2 separate regions of the Macaca mulatta genome follow, and region 1 is linked to region 2. The links are chromatin contacts, called in public Hi-C maps. All regions are on one chromosome and are shown on one strand. Each heading gives the region's core, a stretch centred on a gene start, on an enhancer-like site or on the middle of the called end of the contact. The rest is flanking DNA. Distances are from core to core; before and after follow the strand shown. Region 1 overlaps PDE4D (phosphodiesterase 4D). Region 2 overlaps PDE4D (phosphodiesterase 4D).

Region 1 (3,463 bases), core at 203-2,702, 110 kb before region 2:
AGATTTTTTCACTGAAGTAATTTCCTAAAAGGTTTTGGAAAGTTGGCTTCATCTTTCTATTTTCATGCATTTGCCACAGAGGTTACGTGTCCGCCAGGTCTTCTTTCAGCGTGACCCACTGCGGAACCCACAGACCCAGCCTCCTCCCACTTTCCTTTTCCCTCTGAGATCTCTTTATTCTTCCTGTTCTGTGTCCACAAAGAGGAACCAACTGCCCCCTAAGTCTATCCTCACATATAGAGCCTCTTACGTGACAGGTGTCTAGAGAAACTCAAAACGGTTAGACTTAGAAGGAGCTGACTATCGAACGGTGAACGCTTAATCAGTATTCATGAATGAGGAAGGTTGGCCATTGACTTTACCCTCTGTGACTTCACTGGCTCTTTCACAGCAACCATTCTTGAGAAAATACGTGGCCAAGCCTTAAACATTAGCTGATCTGGTTTGCAGAGCCCCTGCTAGGATTCGAGTCCTGGTATTGCAGATGAGGAAACAGGGTCTTACAGATGCACAGAAGCTCCTCTGAGTGCACACAGGGAGTACTGGGGTACAGGCCAAGGCTGAACTCACGCAGCCCCTCTCCAGGATCCACCCTGAGTGATGAGCCATGTCCCAGGCTGGAGAAAAGCAGTGCGGCCCACTGTCTGGGCCTATCCACAAGCTCTTTCATTCATTCTTGGATTTTTCCATGTGAAAAATAGTGTTATATGAAGGATCACAGATGGCATCTTTAACATTTTTTTGCACAATTCATCATTAATTCACTAGTTTTTAAACTGTTGTCATGAAGAGTTGTTTTGAATGCCTTAATGAACAATGTTTTGTTTGTTTTAGTATGTTTTCACTTGAGATTTTTACTGTAAAACATGCTATTTTGAAGACAAAATTTTTAAAAATAGAGAAGGGCAAGAAGAATGGTGAACAATGCAGGAGGTGACAATTGGTCTAATTACAGTGAACATTTATAGGTCAGTGGAACATAAGCCCTGAGGGAAGTCTCTGAAAGTGGCCCTGCAAGCAGGGGGGAGGGAGGGAGGGAGGCAGCCCTCGCAGGCTGCCGGGAAGCACCAGGGATGTCGTGCCTCACTGTGCCAGCCTCACAGATGGCATCTCAGCGACATGGCTGTTCTTTTGTCTTTTCTTCATGAGCATCTTAGAAAAACGCATTTATGCACATTTCTACCTACAAAGTTTTGCCTCAGTGTGACTCATCCTCTTTCTGTCTCAGATAGGATTACTCTTCAAAGGAAAGAAAAAAAAACAGTTCTGAATATAAAGATGAGGCCAACTGCAGGGCTCATTGAATTAACTCAGAGATACCTAGAGTTGTCTGTGTGTGTGTGTGTGTGCGCGCGCGTGCGCACGCTTCTGTATGTGTGTCTTTGTGTATCTGTCCATGTCTGTGTCTACGTCTGTATGTGCATCTGTGTGTGCGCATGTGCCTGTGCATGTGTGTCTGTGCATGTTTGTGTATACACGAGTGCAATGTCCCATATTGGCAAATACCACATGGTAATGTCCTGCACACCATATGAGCTGTATATATGAGCTGTATTTTCATGACGGTCCACTGGGATAGGGATTAAATCAGATGATCACTATTTATACCTAAGTAGTAACACTTAAAAAATGCAATTGCTCTCTGTCACCACAGCCTAATCTGTGAGCCCCTAAGGGAAAAAAATTCCTTACATTAAAAAAGCCATTTCATATATAGATAAATGCTGAATAGGCAGGTATTGATCAGAAGGTACAATCCCCATCCACATGAAATGAACAAGTAAAGCAGATAATTGTTTGACTAGAGCTTTCTTTTGCATTAAATATACCTGGAAAACATTTCTAAAGACGATTCTTTTCTTTTTGGTTGAACCATTATGAATGAATCGCCATCCTTTAATAGGCTAGATGTTCATGTTCAACTTTTGGCAACTGAGCTAAACCAATATGATTATGAACACATTTGGATTGTTTTGGTTGGACATTGGTAACTGCCAGTGAAGTGGGAGGTGAGAGGAGTTAACTACTTCCTTATAATGTCACCACCTAATTAGAATAAAAGCATCTTAAATTCTGATTTACATAAGGATATTTATTAACTAAACAATTATTCAGCAGGCTTGAAATAAACAAATCATATGACTAGTTCTCTCTCTAGGTGCTTGGCCACCATTTGCAAGCTTCCCTTAAGGCAGAAAATCCAAAATTCCGGAGTCAATATTTCATCATCACTATAGACAGAAGTTTGCAGTATTCACAGCTGGATGCTGGACATCTCCCAAGGCGTGGTTCCTGAGTCATTCTGACTCTGAGTGTGTTGCTTCCATGGAAATCATGCACCTCCACAGAACTCACTCAGGCTCCTTGGGGACTCCCAAGTCTGCAATCAGATTGCTTGTCTTACTCCGATTACCTGCCTATCGGACATTCCATTTGACTGTCTTGCCGCTTGAACTCAGTGGGTATAAGCCAACTCCTCTTCCCTGAAAAGCAGCATCCTCCTGACTTCCCCACTTCTGTGAATGTCATGATCGTTCTTTCTGCCACCTAAGCTTGAAGCCTACCGTCATTTTGGAACACAGTCACCTTCAACTCCAATTCCAATTCCAATCAGTCACTGTTTTCTCAAATCTCCCTTCATACCAGTTCCTGTCCTTCTATCTCTTCTACCCTAAGCCAGAGCCATATCTCTGCATATCACGGGCCTTTTTGTTCTGTTTCTTTCCCATTCAATTAGTTTACATGATGCCAAACCAATCTCCTTAAAACCACCTGGATTAGATCACTCCTCCGTTTGAAGATTTTCAAAGAGGCCTTATTTTGTAGTGGAAAATGTCCAAACTACTTAGCATATTCACTTATTCTCAGCATGCTTTTACCACCTTGCGTTCTTCTTCTTCACAGCACAAACCTCTATGCCAGCTGGATTTTCTATCCATAATCCCCCAAATACATCACATGCATTGATGCATTGGCCACCCTTGTTAGTGCTTTTTCCATGTGGTGTTCTTGCTTTCCTCCTTCACCCCATGCTCACTTCCTCAAAACACACACACACACACACACACACACACACACACACACACACACAGCTTCTTTGAGCTTCAAAGTTGTCTGCTAGTATTTTAAGTGCCTGGAATTTGAAATGAAAAAATAATAAAAGTAAACTGGTTTTAAAGGTAAGTGTTGCCATGTATTGGTTCTACGGTGGCCTCAGAAACATTTCAAGCCTTAGTTTCCACATGAGTACAATGGGAATAATGCCTACCAGTCTTTGCCCATCCTTAATTAATCTTAGTTCTGTTTCTGTGCCACGTTTCCTCCCCAGGGAAGCCCTTCATAACCTTACTACTCACAGATGTATCTCTTCTCTGAGCCCATGTCACTGCTTTAGTAAAGTCATCATTTGCTTGTTTAAGGCCCCTCTTCTATTTTCAGTTCTTGTGTTTTGGAGCCACACATT
Region 2 (3,496 bases), core at 678-3,177:
CTCCTGAATACAGCACACTCATGGGTCTTGACTCTACCCAATTTGCCAGTCTGTGTCTTTTAATTGGAACATTTAGCCCATTTATATTTAAAGTTAATATTGTTATGTGTCAATTTGATCCTGTCATTATGATGTTAGCTGGTTATTTTGCTCGTTAGTTGATGCAGTTTCTTCCTAGCATTGATGGTCTTTACAATTTGGCATGTTTTTGCAGTGGCTCATACCAGTTGTCCCTTTCCATGTTTAGTGCTTCCTTCCATGTTTAGTGCTTTCCATGTTTAGTGCTCTTGTAAGGCAGGCCAAGTGGTGACAAAATCTCTCAGCATTTGTTTGCCTGTAAAGGATTTTATTTCTCCTTCACTTATAAAGCTTAGTTTGGCTGGATAGGAAATTCTGGATTGAAAATTCTTTTCTTTAAGAATGTTGAATATTGGCCCCCACTCTCTTCTGGCTCGGAGAGTTTCTGCTGAGAGATCTGCTGTTAGTCTCATGGGCTTCCCTTTGTGGGTAACCTGACCTTTCTCTCTAGCTGCCCTTAACATTTTTTCCTTCATTTCAACTTTGATGAATCTGACAATTATATATCTTGGAGTTGCTCTTCTTGAGGAGTATCTTTGTGGCGTTCTACTGGAGGGTAGTTTTCTTTTAGGGTGTTATAATTATTTTAAAAATTGATTCATTGGATATGTTATTAATGTCAAAACATGAGATAACTTGATGATTATCTCTTTATGAATTTAAGGTGCTGGGTATTTCTCTTGTTTTTCAATTTACAGCATTCTTTCAGATATGCAGTCTCCTGTTTCTATTTCTCTCTTAGCTACTTCTTTCTTTAATGTTTTGTTGCTATTCAGAATCTCTACCAAAAAGAGTAACCAAAAAGCTGAAGAAAATTTAACTATTAAATGGTGTTAATTGCTTCTTCAATTACAGAAGGATTTTATGTGTTGAGTAACATGCCATTTGAAGATTTGACAACTCCATCCTCTCCTTGGTAACTCCTCGGGTCATTTGGTCTAGATCGATCGATCATCTTTCTCACTTAAGAGCATTCAGTTCTTACCTTCAAATAATCAGCATATAGTGGTACATAGTCATCTGTAGGAAGAAAGAAATAAGCTGTATGGTAGAGTGCTCTCTGGGTAAATATTTGTTGTGTTGAGATATAACCCGTGTATATTTATTAAATATCAATGACATTTCTTTGCTTATTCTTTCATTCACTCAACAGATATTATTGAACAGCTGCTGTGTACTAAGCATTGTTCATATTTCCAGGTTCTAACATTGTGATCATTTCTATTTTTAGAATGTATTATTTAACAAAGTACTACTAATTATATACATATGTATACACACATATATATACACACTAATGATTAGTGTATATATATGTGTGTGTGTGTGTGTCTTTCCCAATGGGTTTTGACAGTGTAGCATAAAGATTGTGAAAGTGGGCTCTAGAATCTGAGAGCCTATGAAAACTTCAGCTCCAACACTTTCTAGTTGTGTGAGTGACTTTAGGCAAGTTAATGAACTTCCCTAAGCTCATTTACTTCATCTTTACAATAGGGATAATAATAGTACTTACCTCATGTCCACTATCTAAATAGTAAATGGGAGAATACACACAGCATATTGCACTGGACTTGGCAGGGAAGTAAGCCCTCAATAGATGTTAAATCTGCTGTTGTTATTAAATCATAGTTCTTGCTTACTTGATTGTTATAATCTTTTTCAGTATTTATTGAGCAAATACCTATGAAGTGTACTCAGAGTAAACTTGGACAGTGAGAGACACCACCATCTGGACTGTTGTGTCATAAACAAAAGCCTTAAAACTGGGTCTTGGCAATGGTGAGGGGAACAGATGCTCTAAATGCCTTCTAGAATGTGTTTTTCACTATGTGTCTAAGCTGCGATGAATGTCACTAATGTCATCTCTCTTTCTATTTTAGGTAAGTACGTCACCATTTTTGAAACTCTATGCAGATGGGTAAGTCTTGCTGTTGGAACTTTTCCTGTTGATTTGCATACTTGGAGGATCTGGATCAGACAATGTGCTTATCGTGGTCAGACAAATGCCTTTATTTTATTCAAGCAGAGATCTGGAAAGATAACAGAATTTCCCACACATGCTTTCTATCTCTGTTTCAAATCTTTGGCAGAAAAAAAAATCTGTTATTTTTAATTGGATAAAATGTTAAGTTTAAATAATTGAAGATTGAATTTCTTACTCTGTCAATAGAAGGCAGAGTAGTTGAAAGACTTGAGAAAAGAAAAATAATTGTTTACTTCCCATTAGAAATCATAAAATCCTCTGAAGTAAACATACAAATCTTTGTTTTCCTGCCTTCAAACAGGAAAAATTTTTTCAGTGCCTAACAGATATTCCATGATTAGATTATTTTAATGAAAAATAGTTTTTTATCAAATAGAAAAAGTGACAAATGGCCCTGCAAGACCACGTGTGCATAATATTGTAGAAGGAATTCCTGTTATGACTAAGAGTTGATGTAGTTAATTTAGTATGTCTAAAGTTGGCTGTAGTCTATCACCACAGAAGACTGAACTGGAAGAAATGATCTTAAATCACAAAGGATTTAGTAAAGACCTAAGTGAGCTGTGAAAGATGATTAAACTATGAAATAATTCACAAAAGGAAGTTATAAATTCCTTGCCACTTGTGAACTCTGAAAACTACATAGACAGTTATGTTCATATTAGGAAATAAAGATTTATCCTGCCTTGGCACAATGTATTGAATTGGCATGTTGTTCTCAATAACAAAGTCTCAATTCGCTGCATCAGCTTTAATTCCCTAATTACTCCATACATACTCTATACTCTGTGTGTCAGTCTGAGTCTTCCAAGAAGCCCATGCCAAAATGGGATTAGAAATGCAAGAATTTTAGGAAATGCCCTTGTAGAAGAATATAAGGAGGGAGTCAGTTAAGACTAAGGGAAATGTCAAAGCATGATCCAAGTTTGACTCTGAGAAAATAAGGGAGAGAGAATTGGTGAGAGCATCCTAAATTGGGCTAGCCAAAGGCATATGGGAGTCCTCAAGCCAAAATCAGCCATCAGAGGAATCCTATGTTTCCCAGGAATGTGTCTGCCACAATATGCCCTCTGTGCTCAGTCAGTATCAAGAAGCAGGGCATGGGAGGTAAGGCCTTAGCTCAGATGCTGCAGTGAATTTCAGAGGCATCAGTTGGGGCCCTTCACTGATTATAGTTCCTATAGTTGGAGGTCTGCAGCACATCCTTATGGCCCCTGTACAGAGGCTCCTAGATCTTGGTTCTTTCTGATTCTGTTACAATTCCTTCTCTCTCCACATCTTACTCATTCTTCATGCCCAAATCAGTTACCACTTCTTTCATGAAGGTTACTCTGTACAACCTAGTGGCTAATAATTACCATTCTCTTTTGGACTTTAAAAGTTCTTGTATTTTCCTATGGTATTTATTGTTTTTGTTATCCATTTATTTAAAAA

The links. A called contact is a pair of places that touch in the nucleus more often than the background predicts.
Region 1: a contact with region 2 is called in a Hi-C map of fetal cortical plate, with 2.9 times the contacts expected there. The contact joins two enhancer-like sites. A contact is called at or near these places in 4 of 14 Hi-C or Micro-C datasets (fetal cortex germinal zone, fetal cortical plate, fibroblasts and 1 more).

The regions. Positions count from the first base shown.
Region 1 is chr6:67,638,565-67,642,027 of T2T-MMU8v2.0, reverse strand. All of the region lies in intron 4 of PDE4D (phosphodiesterase 4D), which reads left to right. Among named protein-coding and RNA genes, the nearest start is that of MIR582, 92 kb to the right of the region's middle. Within about 2 kb of position 1,452, at least 4 of the 40 cell types and tissues checked have an H3K27ac peak or open chromatin away from gene starts, as enhancers often do. A contact at or near this core is called in fetal cortical plate, where this site is marked.
Region 2 is chr6:67,529,107-67,532,602 of T2T-MMU8v2.0, reverse strand. The region is part of intron 4 of PDE4D (phosphodiesterase 4D); the gene reads left to right. Among named protein-coding and RNA genes, the nearest start is that of MIR582, 18 kb to the left of the region's middle. Within about 2 kb of position 1,927, at least 9 of the 40 cell types and tissues checked have an H3K27ac peak or open chromatin away from gene starts, as enhancers often do. A contact at or near this core is called in fetal cortical plate, where this site is marked.